Linked DNA regions of Sus scrofa: region 2 is linked to region 1. Evidence: chromatin contacts called from public HiChIP or PLAC-seq data. All regions are on one chromosome and are shown on one strand. The core of a region is the stretch at or near the end of the contact, and the rest is flanking DNA. Distances in the headings are between cores, read along the strand shown. Region 1 overlaps ARHGAP6 (rho GTPase-activating protein 6). Region 2 holds the start of MSL3 (male-specific lethal 3 homolog (Drosophila)).

Evidence for each region. HiChIP or PLAC-seq counts read pairs in DNA pulled down with a chosen protein or histone mark.
Region 2: an H3K27ac HiChIP or PLAC-seq map of skeletal muscle shows a contact between it and region 1. The contact joins the promoter of MSL3 here to the enhancer-like site in region 1. A contact is called at or near these places in 1 of 5 promoter capture datasets (fetal skeletal muscle), 11 of 47 Hi-C or Micro-C datasets (brain, embryonic fibroblasts, fetal heart ventricle and 8 more) and 2 of 2 datasets of contacts at active chromatin or transcription factors (alveolar macrophages and skeletal muscle).

What each region holds. Positions count from the first base shown.
Region 1 is chrX:8,320,407-8,327,375 of Sscrofa11.1, reverse strand. All of the region lies in intron 1 of ARHGAP6 (rho GTPase-activating protein 6), which reads left to right. Among named protein-coding and RNA genes, the nearest start is that of ARHGAP6, 120 kb to the left of the region's middle. Within about 2 kb of position 2,190, at least 1 of the 83 cell types and tissues checked has an H3K27ac peak or open chromatin away from gene starts, as enhancers often do. A contact at or near this core is called in skeletal muscle, where this site is marked.
Region 2 is chrX:8,516,827-8,524,012 of Sscrofa11.1, reverse strand. It overlaps MSL3 (male-specific lethal 3 homolog (Drosophila)), which reads right to left and starts at 4,614. Exons shown (of 13, transcript NM_001244081.1): 1 at 4,485-4,614; 2 at 3,064-3,146; 3 at 2,597-2,692; 4 at 2,154-2,254; 5 at 1,395-1,480; 6 at 431-553. The coding sequence starts at 4,586.

The DNA.
Region 1 (6,969 bases), core at 941-3,440:
TTGGGTATCTTGGCAACATTGAATAAAAATTTCTAAGTGAGTTCCGCCCTTGTCATGGAGTGGCAGTAGGTAGTTTTCAGATTGCAGTGGGCCACGGATCCACTTTGAGTCCCTCTGCTCTAGTGCCCTGCTGGGCAAAGTGGAGTCTGTGAACCAGCAACATCAGCAGAGCTCAGGCAGCTGCTAAGAAATGCAGACCCGGGGCCCACTAAAGGCATGCGGAGTCAGAATCTGCATTTTAGGGAGTTCCCGTTGTGGCTCAGTGGAAACGAACCTGCCTGGTATCCGTGAAGATGTGGGTTTAATCCCTGTCTCACTCTGTGGGTCAAGGACCTAGCATTGCCATGAGCTGTGGTGTAGGTCCCAGGTGTGGCTCAGATCCTGCATTGCTGTGGCTGTGATATAGGCCCATAGCTGTAGCTCCAATTCCACCCCTAGCCTGGGAACCTCCCTATGTGTAACAGTTGGTGAAACTGAACAGGTTTGTCTTTAAAGGGCAGTTTCAAGGGTTGTTTCTTTTTTACTGAGCTGGGTCCTGGGAGTGTGCATTGAAGCACCCTGCACACATCCAATTGGAGGGGAAACCAGCAGCAACCCTTAAAAAAAAAAAATCTGCATTTTCACCCGATCCCCAAGGGGTTTGTGTGCACATTACAGATGAAAAAGTGCAGCTCCAGCGCAGAGGCTCCCAACCTTGGCTGCATATTACATTTTTGCAAGAACTCAAGAACATTTCGCTGCCCGAGCTGTATCCCAGTCAGATCCTGGACTAAAGTCTCTGGGGTTGGCACCCAAGCGCCAGGACTTTTTTTTTTTAAAAAAAACAGCTCCTCAGGTGATTCAGACAGGTGGTGAGAACCAGTGCTAAGTGAGTCCAGAGTCTATGAGACCCGGGAAGGTAGTTAACCCATTGCTTTTACCCTCATATCTGCTCGGGTTCCCAGAGACCCACTTGTCACTCTCTTCCCTTCGCTTAGGAAACTCAGGACCAAATATAGGGTGTTGCAGGGTGGGCAGTTTTAGGAGGACTGGTTGGATCAGTGGTTCCCCAACTTGCTTTGCGTAACAGTTGGTGAAACTGAACAGGTTTGTCTTTAAAAGGCAGTTTCAAGGGCTGTTTCTTTTTTACTGAGCTGGGTCCTGGGAGTGTGCATTGAAGCACCCTGCACACATCCAATTGGAGGGGAAACCAGCAGCCGTTCCCTTCCCTCCTCTTCCTTATGGCAGAGTCTGCCCCCAGCGAAGTGTCTGGAAACCACATACTGTCTTTTCCAGCCTCCCTTGCAGCTTAAATCTGGCCCTGTGACCCAGTTCTGGCCAATATGACATAAGAGAATGTTGCTGAGGCTCTCTCTCCCTGCTCAAAAAGGAAGGTCCATGCTGATGCCTGCTCATCTGAACTTTTTAGTGTTTCAGTTTCGATTCCTGCAAGCTCAGATTTCTCAGTGGGTCAAACAAAGGAAAGGGACTGGAAAATAAACCCCAATTATGAATATTCCATTATTTTCCTCCAAGTGTGGGCCATGCCAGGGACCAGCAGCATCAGCTCCACCTAAGAAATCGTTAGGAAAGTGCAGAATCTCAGACCCCACCGTGGACCTGCAGAATCAGCAAGATCCCCAGGTGATTCCTATGGACATGAAAGTTTGTGAAGTGGTGGCCTACTAAGGGTTTTCTTTCTGTAACAGCTTTCTAATGTCCCTGTGCCTTCTGTTGCCATGGAAGATGGGCTTGCCCACAGAGGGAAAGCCATCAGGAGTCTAGGCCGTTCTTCACTTGGGAATCCAAACATCCATTTCCACACTGCAGTGTAACTGTTGCGACATGTTCTTTTGGAAAGTCACTACCTAGATGCCATCGTGTCAAGCCATCAGCTATTTTTGGGTTTTCTGGAAAGGCCAAAGATTCCGCTGCCCAAATGACTCCAAAGAACGCGGGGCTGATGCATGTCAGATTTTCGTATAAAAAAATGTCATGGGTGTTTCCTCTTGAGTTCAGCTCCATTTTACTAACTACAGAAGCCCGTGTATGACTATGTCCCACTTAGCAGGTTGTGCTTTTCTGCCTCTTCATCTCAAGAGCTATGGCATGGTTCCTGGCACTGTTTTATCAGAGAAACATAACGAGGACTGGATTTGACATGCATCATATTTTACGGATGATTATCATCGCCGTCTCAGATTTTTCTTGGGGCTCCGAGATGGCAAAGAACATTGGATGGAGACCTGGAAAAGAGAGGGGTGGTGCAGGTGCATGTTTGCTTAGTTTCTTTTAGAGGAGTTTGGAGGCTGCCAGGAAGTGATTAACAAACAAGCAGGCAGCCACCTGAGGCCGTCCGTGGAGACTGGAAGACAAGTGTGAAGAAACAGACAGCAGCCCATGGTCCTTCAAAGGAAAGAAGAAGAAGAAAAAAAAAAGGCCATAGGAGCAAGAAATGACTAGTCAAAAGCGGTTTCCAAATGTGCATCGTTACCCCTTGCTCTGTGACCCTCTGAACGCTAAACAACGATGTGATGGAATGTGGGAAAAAACAGATGTGAGTTTAGGCTTAATGCTTTCCTAATCCTCGTGCTATTCTATTTTATAGTGTTTGAAAGATACATATTTGAAAGATTCTTGCTACCGTAATTAAATTCTTCCCACTATGATCATTTTAAAGGGCGTATTGGATGGAGAAAGACATTCACATACAGTTACTAATCTTTTATTATAAACCCAATAAGTGCTGGGCATTAGGGATATAAATATAAATAATGTCCCAGCATAAAACGCTAACACAGTATAAATCAGAAGTCCCACAGAAACAATAAAGTAATCCTTAAATCATAGTTCGTTTCTTAATTCTCCCAGGAGGAGAAGGCTCATGTTTCATATTTTTCTTTATTATTTAGAAGGCAGGACTTCAAAAGAAATAAAAACAGAAGGTCGGCTGCAGGGCAAGTCACAGTGGCTCCATTCTTGCGTATCCAGAAGGGCGTTGCCCGTGTTTACCTTCCTAAATTGGGAATTCTTACGTCTTATCACAAAAACGTGATCTAGTATTACTTGGTTCCACTTCACCTTTTGAAACTGGAAGGAACTATGCTCTTGATGGTAAGATACTCTGTGAATAATAAAATTAGGAACATTCCCTGACTGTGTTTTTAGGTGTTACCTTGAGCCAACATCAGCTCATGCGGTGTTTGGAGCAGCTTTTATTCCTGTTTGAGAGACGTTGGGACCTAAGGTTGAAGGTATAATTTTCAACAAATTTCAGCTCGAAATGAAGGATAGAGTCAGGGTGTCCATTTGACTCCTATGCTTAAGTTTCTCAGCGCTGGCTTGTACTCTGTCCATTTTGTCATCTGGAAGTCATAGTTGATGGGTCATTTTGAAACCCAAATCCGTTACCAAAAAAAAAAAAAAAAGTCTGAGTTTTATCTGAGAAAATTAGCTCCTACTGCGCCAGAATTTGGAGGAAAGAAACTATATAGTTACCGACATTTTTGTATTTTGAATCTAAGGGTTGTTGAAATTAACAGATATTTAATATTTACTGATAAGCACAACATCTCCTTGCAGCTGACCTTGTTGAAAGGCGTTATAGTTTGGGGAATTAAGCATTGGCTTGCCAAATAGGATTTTTCGTATTGCTGAGAATTATGTCATGCGTAGTGCCCAAGAATAACTTCATGTATCATGTAGAGCCCTGCCTTTCTCCTTCATTTCATAGATGAGAAAATCAGAGAAGGAAAAGCATTTGCCCCAGGTCACACAGCTTGCCAGTGTCTAAGATGAGTTAAACGTGAGAGGTTGTTTGTTGTACCCTGCGATGGCCCTGAACGCCAGCTGAACATTTAATGTAATCATGAGCTATTTACATATTTTTGGGTAGGAAGTTTCAGGGTGGTGAGATCATTTCTTCAAAAGATTTTGCTTGTTTGTTTGTTGAAGATAATGTTTTGAGTTCTGCCAAATAGCTTCAGCTTTATTGGCAAACTTGCATTATGTAAGTCTAGAATGGGAGTTCCAGTTTTGACTCTGTGGTAACAAACCCGACTAGCATCCATGAGGACACAGATTCGATCCCTGGACCCACTCAGTGGTTAAGGATCTGGCATTGCCATGAGCTGTGGTATAGGTCACAGATGCAGCTTGGATCCTGCGTTGCTGTGGCTGTGGCATAGGCCAGCAACTGCAGCGCTGATTCAACCCCTAACCTGGGAACCTCCATATGCTGCAGGTGTGGCCCTAAAAAAAAAAAAAAAAAAAAAAAAAAGGTCTAACATAATTTTTAAATATCATTTCTTCTATTTGCTGAAGTGTTTGATCTTATTACCACTGCACAGGAACAGGCTGGGCTCCGAAAGGCTGATGGAGAATCCATTTACTCACAAGGCAGAAATCACACTGTTCAAACGATCAAGATGTCGGTGTGAAATTAAGTCCCACCAGCAAACTGACAGTGTGGTATTGACCCCTGCTTGAAACGAATAAAGACGGTAGAAGACGGGGAGAACCCCATTCCAGAGTGCCAACAATACAGTGAAGACTTTAAAGGACACTTATTCTGGGTGCCAGATTTTTCAACCTCAAAATAAAGTGGTCATGAAGCCAATTTCAAAATGACACCCTCAAGGGCTGGTTAGAACCTTGGTCATATTCTTCAGGCCCCTCTGGCCCTGCCAGTGGAACTTCCCCAAACATGGATTTTAAGCACTCAAACATTTTGTGTTCTCCTAAGAAAACATTCATTAGGCTCCTAGATACTTGTGGATGACGTATATCCTATGGTCATATATTCACTTTTTATTTAATGTATTGTTTCTCTTCTCCTCTTATGGAGCCTTATCCATTGCATGGACAGTGCACCTTTCACATGCCGTATGTATCATTTTGTATGCTTCATTATAGCCCCAAATGCCTAAAAGTATTTAAACCAGCTTAGATACAAGGAAAAGACTGTTGGGAGCCCTAAGGCTGAAGGAACCTTCTAAATCATCAAAGAGTGAATTACAGATAGGGTTTTAGCATTAAGGCAGTTTCCTTGTATTCTTATCGGTTGACAATTGGTAATCCATTTATGAATATATGGTCTTGACTGCATTGCTCTGTCCCTTAGGGAATCTTTTTTTTTTCCCTTTAAAAATTTTCATTGGAGTGTCATTGATTTACAGTGTTGTAGTAGCTTCAGGTGTACAGCAAAGTGAATCAGTTATACATAGACATATATCCCTTCTTTTTCGGATTCTTGTCCCATACAGATTATTACAAAATATTGAGTAGAGTTCCCTGTGCTATAGAGTAGGTCCTTGTTGATTTTCTATTTTATCTATAGTAATACATGTTATCTAAAACTCCTAATTTATCCCTCTCCCCCTATTCCTTAGGGAATCTTGACTTCAACAAAGATTGCCAAAATTAAGAAAAATTTTAAAATTAGGAGTTCCCATCATGGCGCAGCAGAAAGGAATCCGACTAGGAACCATGACATTGCGGGTTCGATCCCTGGCCTCGCTCAGTGGGTTAAGGATCTGGTGTTGCCGTGAGCTGTGGTGTAGGTTGCAGACGTGGCTCAGATCTGGCCTTGCTGTGGCTCTGGCGTAGACTGGCAGCTGCAGCTCCGATTCGACCCCTAGCCTGGGAACCTCCTTATGCCATGGGTACGGCCCTAAAAAAACAAAAAGACAAAAAAAAAAAAAAAGAAAAGAAAAGAAAAATTAAAAAAGTAGCACTAGAATTTAAAATTTCCCTTTCTCTCTTTCTACACACACACACAGTTATTTATAGGGTTTGGTGGCCGTGCATATAGCATACTGTTCAGGAGTACTGGCGTTGAAGTTAGGCAGTCTTGAGTTAGACTTGGCTTTGTCACCCACTTTTGATGTTGGCAGGCTCACATCCTTATGGGAACAGCAAAGGGGGGAGAAAAATACTTATCTCTTAGAGTGGTTAGGATTTAGTGAGGTAATTTGAGCAAAATGCTTTTGCATCTTCTAAACTAGGGTCCCTTAAGTTTGCTACTGTTGACATTTGGGGTTGGATCCTTTTTTGTTGTGGGGCCATCCTGTGCACTACAGGATGTTGAGCAGCGTCCATGACCTCTACCCACTCGAAGCCAGGAGTGCCCACCTCCCCCGTCACCTCTAATTGTGGCAATAACAAAATGTTTCAAGACATTTCTACATCGCCTCTGTGGAGCAAAATTGCCCCAGGTTGAGAGCTGTTGCTCTAGAAATATACATGATACCCCGCTTTTGGTAAAGCCAAGTCATCGTGAGTCAGCCCAAGACTCCGAAGAAGCACCTTGCAATGAATCAGTCTACTCAAGACATTTGAACTGCGAAGCTGCACAGCGCAGGGCCATTCACAAGTCCCTTGAGGAGCCCTGAGGGTCTTTTGTCTACATTTCCTCCCCCTCCCCCAGGAAGGTCTATTAGTATCTGAAACGAATCATCTGTGTGTAGACCCTACTAGCTCCGTTTTTCTTTTTTGTCTTTTTAGGGCCGAACCCATGGGCATATGGAGGTTCCCAAGCTAGGGGTCTAATCGGAGATGTAGCTACCTGCCTACACCACAGCATGGCCATATCTGAGCCGCATCTGTGACCTACACCACAGCTCACAGCAACGCCGGATCCTTAACCCACGGAGTGTGGGAGAGATCAAACCTGCGTCCTTATGGCTGCCAGTCAGATTTGTTTCCGCTGAGCCATGATGGGAACTCTCCTAGCTCCATTTTTCAAGTCATGGCTTCATCTCTCATTTGAAACCCAGGGAAGCAAAAGTTGTCCTTTTTCTTTTTTTAAGTATAGTTGATTTACAATTCTATGCCAATTTTTGCTATATAGCGAAGTGACCCAGATATATATATATATATATAATTTTTCTTGTATTATTTTCCTTCATGGTCTGTCTCAAGAGATGAGATATAGTTTCCTGTTCTATAAAGTAAGACCTTATTGTTTATCCTTTCTAAATGTAATGGTTT
Region 2 (7,186 bases), core at 3,365-5,864, 190 kb before region 1:
GAAGCTCTGCTTCTTTTCTTCTACTGACCATAGTCCCACGGAGACTACAGTGATAATTTTTTAAATAAATACAAGCAGTTCTCAGCTTAGTGATCCACGAGAGCCAGCTGGGGAGCCTCTAAGACTATATCCACAGCTGCCGCCCCAACACCACAGATCAATTTTGTCTTAACCTCTAGGCTGGAGCCCAGAAATCAGGACCTTGCAAAGCTGCCTAGAAAACTGCAATGGGCAGCCAGAGCTGGAGAAAACTGTGCACACTTTAATTAGAACACAACTGTCAGAGAAGTTGAAGACCCGACTCAGCACAGAACTTAAAATACGAATTTCATTCCTCCGAGGTTCTCAACTGTTTGAGTCTGTGACTGCAAAATACGGCTAAACGGAAGCTCCCTTACAAATGCCTATGTTATGGATCTCCCCCGTGTACCCGTTTCCTTCTGTTGATGTAATAACAATCATCCTCAAGCTTCTTCTTCAGAACTTCGGGGATTTCTATAGTTATTGTTCTTTCTTCCATCTCCCTTTTCGCGTGCAGCTCTGGGTCTTCCTTCTGTAACATCACAATTCCATTTTTAACCACCTAAGACAGATTCATAGTCCATAGCCAATTAAGGACTAACACAGGGCAGCCCACCATAAAAGAAACCCGCTTCGCCTCTTGACATTTATGGCAGCAATGGTGCCACGTGTTCTAATGAAAAGTACAGTCAAGACCAGAAGTTAACGTGTTTTAGGGCACTAACCACACCACAAATGCTTAGGTTGTTTCTTCCCGAATTAACTTTACCAGTGGGATTTACATTCACTTGGTAGGCAGGCAGGCAGGCAGAAGATGCCAAGCTCTGATACACATCATTTAAAAATTAATCACGGAGTGGATAAGCAATGGGATCCTGCTGTAGAGCACAGGGAATTATAACTAGTCACTTGTGATGGAACCTGATGGAGGATAATGTAAGGAAAAGAATATATATATATATATATATATATGTGTGTGTGTGTGTATACACATGACTGTGTTACTTTGCTGTACAGTAAAAATTAACAAAACACTGGAAAAAATAAAAATCATATAAAATAACAAAAAAATTAAAAATTAATCACTACTATAAAAATGAAGTTCACAATTAGAAAGGAAGGGTTAACTATGATTTGTGGCAAGAGTTTTAAGGGTCTAAAGAGCCACAGAAGGCTCGTAACTATAAATAAGGATTATTTTCTCTTAAACATGAAATCCAACTTGATCTTTGGTCTTTAAAAATGTATACTTACAAAACACTTCACAACTAAAAATTTGACCGCATAATTCTACAACTAAATATACACCAAAACAAAGAGATTTTACAATAAAAAATTTATACATACAAAAAAATTAAAAAAAACCTGTGTACCGTTTCCGTCTTTTCTTCAATATCACTCTCTTCACTTATTTCTTCATCCTTTTCTTCACTATTGTCATCAGAGGAACTGCTTATTGCTAAAACCCAAAAATATCAGGCAAACCTGCTTTACATACGTTCTTAACCTTTATATTTACAATTCTTTAAGATGGCATGTGTGTTCTACTGAGAGAAATAATAAACTGCAGTCTTGCATGTATTTTAAGTGCTAAACACAAATACTGCACCTCTCAGAAAACAAATTTATTTTGAAAAAATACAACACCGATTTTGATGGATGCAAAAATCACACAAGTAAATGACTTTAAAGCATTTAGTGAGTTAGGAATTTGGCATTGTCACTGCAGACGCTGGGGTCACTGCCATGGCGTGGGTTGGATCCCTGGCCCAGGAACTTCCACAGGCCATGGGGGTGGCCAAAACAAGGGTGGGGGTAAGAAAACAAGAGCATGGACCTCTGAGGAGTTAAAGACAAAGGCTGAAAAGGCAGCCGTAGTGCCCATGACTCAGGAGATCTAATTAGGAACTTACCGACTGCTACTTTGTCAAAAACAAAAGGAACAAATGTTGTATACAATGTGAAAATGTTTCCCTGTCCTGCTCTGACCCCTAGCCCAGGAACTTCATTAAAAAAACCCAGTTTTCCTGTCTATAATTCTAATAAATCTTCCCCCTCGATCCTGTGGTATAAAAGAACGAGGTAAAAAAAAAAATCCTTTTAACCAGAGAAAAACGAGTCAAGCCACTCACAGTTTTCATCATTTTCATCTTTTTCTTCCGCGGGGAGGCTTTTCAAGACAGAGTCCACCCCAGGCAACCTGCAGCGCTTCCTCTTTCTTCCTGTGCTTCTCCTGAAACAGATAAACAAAACTGAAATGTTGACATTGACCCATATGGGTCTGCAGGTAAAAAAAGAGTAGCTAATAACAATTATTCTTAAGTACCTAAGCAAATTCCACTGCAAAACCTAAGTGGTAATGTCTGTTTCAGAACACTACACAGTAAGCTCCTGAAAGCACAGCAATTATTTAGAACACCATAGAAACACCATTCACTAACAAGCTTTACCTATGCCAAATTCATACTCCATGCCTATGTCAGATTTCAGAATCTTTAACTTTCACATCATAAAAATTCTAAACACTGCAAGAAAATACGGAGGAACATTGATAGCAGGATTTTGGTATTCTTACAGGCGAGCTACAGCTTTTCTTGCCAATTTACGCTGTAATCTCCGATTTTCATCGGTATCACGAAGGACATGATCTTCAGCTGCCCATCTATCCCAGCTAATCAAACAAAAGAGGAAAAGCATGTAACATTCAGTATTTCAGTTTGATACGAAACAAATGCTAACAGCACATCAGAGAATTACTTCACATTTGAGAAAACTATTGAAATATTTTAAAATCACACAAAAGATGCAAATAAACTGAAAAAGGAACTCATTCAGACACAGAAGCAACCGGGGTTTCCACAATGACCCAAAGAGAATAAAAATACAATCGATTTAGAAGTCATCATTCTTCCAAGGAGGCAAGGTTTGATTAAAAAACAACAACAACAGGAAATGAAGTGTTTCTAAAACTTAACAAAGACGTTTGCAATGTGCCTGTGCAGAGATTATCAACTTTCCGTCCGGTTTAACAAGTACACTCACCTCCTGTTCCAACCATTAAAATGGATCAGATATTCTGGGATCTTTCTGCCTTTTTCGTCTTTCCCAACAATAACATCGACAATCTGAAACCAGGAAATGTTGTCCACAAACGACAGAACATACAGAATATTGGAAGCTGGATCAGGAAAACTAGATCATCGACCTTTTTTTAAAAGAAAAGAAAGCATTCTCTCCTTTTTTAGACAGAGAGCGGGGCTGAAACATTTTTCCTTTCAATTCCATTTTTTTTCCTGAGTGGATGCCTCAAAATAGGAAACATCCCTCCAACCAACCCCTGATTGGTCTCTGACTGTGAGAAAGGGTGCCACTTCTGAAGGCATTGGCCGGCCAATGTGTCACTAACCAGAGTCCAGGCCAGACCAGCGAGCTGCAGCCGTGAGACCTCTGGGAGTTGTAGTCTGCTGGGCTCCGCTGCGTCCAGGGCCAGTTCGGCTGGCGGATTAGGCCATCCCTCCCAGCGATGTCCCCAGGGGGAACGTCTGGGGCGAATGATGGGGCGTGTCACCCTTAAGGAGACTCCAGGCGGGGAGGGAGGAGGCACAGCTAACGGAGACGGGGGCAGCGGGGGGCGGAGCCCGAAAGGCCTGGGATGTCCTCTCCAGGGCAGCGCCGCCCAGACACACCTGGGGCCTGGGACCTGGGGCCCGGGGCCCAGGGCCGGACCCCACCCCCAGACTGCGAGGCCCACTCCCCCTCGCCATCCAGACCTGAGGAGCTGCAGATGTGGCTCAATTTCCCCCCAAGCCCCCGAGATTTAGGTGGAGTGGCACGGGGCGCGACACGGAGACTGAAAATGTAAATGTCGCAAGGCCCTGAAGGACGAAGACACCGGATCAACCTTGCCCTCGGGGTGAGGGGTCAAGGCCTAAGGGAGGGACCAGGCCCAGATACGCCTGGGTCCCAGGGCAACGACGTCGCCAGAAGGGGGCCATCGCGGTGGCGCTTGGATACGGGGCGGGGGGGGGGGTCAGGGCGTGGGACGGGAGCCCGTGGGGCGCTACACCGCGCAGCCTAAGGGGAAATTTAACCCGAAGGCAGAGACTGTGTGCGAGCGGTCTCCCGGCTGCGCGGCCCACAGCGGCCCTCGCGTGGGCAAACGGGGGCCGCGGCCCCTGCCACAGCCTCTGGACACCGGAAGTGCGAGGTTTCCGATGGCGCCCACACCGCCACCGGCACCAGGCGGAAGCGGAAGCGCCCGAGCCCCGACTCCCCAGCGCCGTGCCCCGCGAGCGCCCCCTGCCGCCCGCGCGGCGCCGCGCAGGCCGAGGAGCCGCTAGCAGGGAGCGCCCCAGCCCCGCCACTTCCCCCGCGCCGCGGCGCCATCCGCACCCGCATCCGCGTTCGCCTCCCGTCCCGGGGTCCCCGTCCCGCGCGTCCTCCCTGTCCCTCCGCGGCGGCACCTTGGCATCGTACAGCACTCGCGCCTTGGTGGGGTCAGGCTCGAAGCACAGCACTTTCTCCCCTGAGTGGAATTTAAATTTCATGCCCTCGCTCGCGCTCATTTGCTCATCGTGGCGGAGGGCGAGGCTCCGGGGCGGGCGGAGCGCGCGCGGTGGGGGAGGGGGGTGGGGGCGGGGAGGTGGCGCGCTGTGGCGGGGGTGGTGGGGACGGAGCGGGGACTGGCGGAGGCTGCGGCCGTCCCGCCCTCCGCCCCGCCTCTGCCCGCCCCGCGCCACTGCCGGACCTCGGAGCGGCCGGACGCGCGCGCTCCCGACCGGGCGCGCCTCTGCGAGTTCCCGCCGGGCTCTGGGTAGACGGCGAGTGGGGAGCCCGCGCCCCAGGTCCGCCCGCCCAGCGGCCCCTCCAGCCTTCCTAGGAAGGGGTCGCGCCCACGGGGTCATCGCGCCGGACGCGCGCTCTTCGGTCCCGGGACGGGAGATGCCCGGACAGAGCCCGTCTATGAGGGGGCACTGGCGGTGGGGAGGCCGGCGGCCGCCCTCTGGGAGCTCCTTGGCCACGCCGCGTCGGCCACCTAAGCGGAGCGCGCGCCGCCAAGTAGGGCCAAGCGGGGAGGATGTAGCGCCGGAGTCGGGTCTAGATGGGCAGCGGTCTTGGGCGGGGGCGGAAGGTTGTAGGGTGAAGAAAGCACTGGGGCACCTCTGGGCCAGGAGGAGCAGGTGGCAGGCCTGGAGCCCTCCTGTGACAGCGGGTGAGAAGTGGGCGGCGAGGCTGATGAGTCCTTACCAGGTCTTTAACATCCTAAGTCTCAGCTTCCAGCGTGGTGTCTCAGCCCCCAGAACGTGCAGTGAGGTTCCGTTAAGGTCATCTTCTGCCATACACTGAAAACTCCCTGCAGTTGAGAGGTATTGTGTGGCCTGTCCTAGCGGGTACCTACACAGAAGGGATGCCCAGGCGACATGGGATGAAGGAATGACAAACGCTGGGAGACGCTTTTTTTTTTTTTGGCCCGCAGCCAAGGCTGGCGTAAGTTCTGGGGCCAGGGATCAAGCCCTAACCTGCCTCACAGCAGTGACCCGAGCCACAGCAGTGACAACAGCTGGATCCTTAGCTGCTAAGCCCCCAGGGAAGTCCCTGGAAGACCCTTCTTGAAGGGCAAACCTCTAGAGACACGAAAGACGGTGCTGGGTGTGTTTTCCTTTGAGGAATGGGCAGTCTTAAGGCAATGTAGTTGGTGCATTGGGACCCACTGGAGACCAGCTCTGAGGTCCTAGTGAACTGCCAGGTCTCCACACTCTGGGCTCCGTTCCTGCTTCCAGAAATGTGCACTTGCTTCCGCCTTCACTGGGTTCCTGGTACACATCCTTCACACTTCAGTTTGGACACAGCCACGAGATAGACCCCTCCAGGATTCCCTCACTGCTCTCCACTTATCCATTCCTTGCAGTTACTGCTCTGCAGGAGGAGGGCTTTTCATTTGCAAAATGCCCTCCTTAAGATGCCCAGCTCCTTGATGCTTGGGAAGGCAGGGCTGGAGGAACTCTCACCCAGTTCATCAGTGCATGCTCCTGGCACACAGTGAAGATTGACTAACTGATCGATTGATTGACTAGATTACAGATTTATGAAATAGAATCCACAAAACTCAGTGATGCATTGGATACGAAGGTGGAAAGGAAAGGAGGAATTCCTCTGGCCAGGTCCATTGGCCAGAATAAGGGCTGTCAGAGGAGGGACAGGTTAGGAGAAGACATGGAAGACCTGAGTCTGGGATAATACAGACTCTGCCAGAACCGGAGCCATGATTCCTCTTCCGGTTGTGGTTTGTCAAGGTGGGATTTTGTGTGTGTGTGTGTGTGTGTCGTTTTGCCTTTTCTAGGGCCGCTCCCAGGGCATATAGAGGTTCCCAGGCTAGGGGTCTAATCGGAGCCGTAGCCGCCGGCCTACCCCAGAGCCACAGCAACGCCAGATCCGAGCCGAGTCTGCAACCTACACCACAGCTCACGGCAATGCCGGATCCTTAACCCACTGAGCAAGGCCAGGGATCAAACCCACAACCTCATGGTTCCTAGTCAGATTTGTTAACCTCTGAGCCACGATGGGAACTCCTCAGGGTGGCATCTTGATGGTAGTGTTCCCATAAATGGCAAGGGGAGCTCTGGGGCACAAATAATTGCCAGTCATGCTTAAGCCATAACTGAAGAATTAATGCTTTTGTTTTTCTTGCTGGTGAATGGAGATTGCCTCTACAGACTCTAAACTTTCAGAGCAAAACTTTGGGTGCTTTCTTTTGTTTCTCTCCATTCTGAGCCCTAATGTCCTTGAGCTTTGCATTTTTCCTTTTCTCTGTAAAAAGTCCAAGAATGCAAAAGGCTTCAGGGTCCTAAACGCTACCCATACCACCTACGGCAGCACCCCTTTCGGCCCTCATCCAGTTAGGACCCACTAGAGAGGGCTCCATGTCTCATGCGGGTGTAGCATCTTTTTCCTTTTGGGGATAAAGGTAAAGAATGTAGTGGGTTCTGGGTTCCATTCCCACACTTGGCACTTCTTAGTTTGTGCGTAACCTTGGACAAGTGATCAGTCTCTCAGTGATGCAGTTTTCTTACATTTAAAGTGAAGATAGGAGTTCGCGATTGGTGAACCCGACTAGGATCCATGAGGATACAGGTTCGATCCCTGGCCTCGCTCAGTGGGTTAAGGA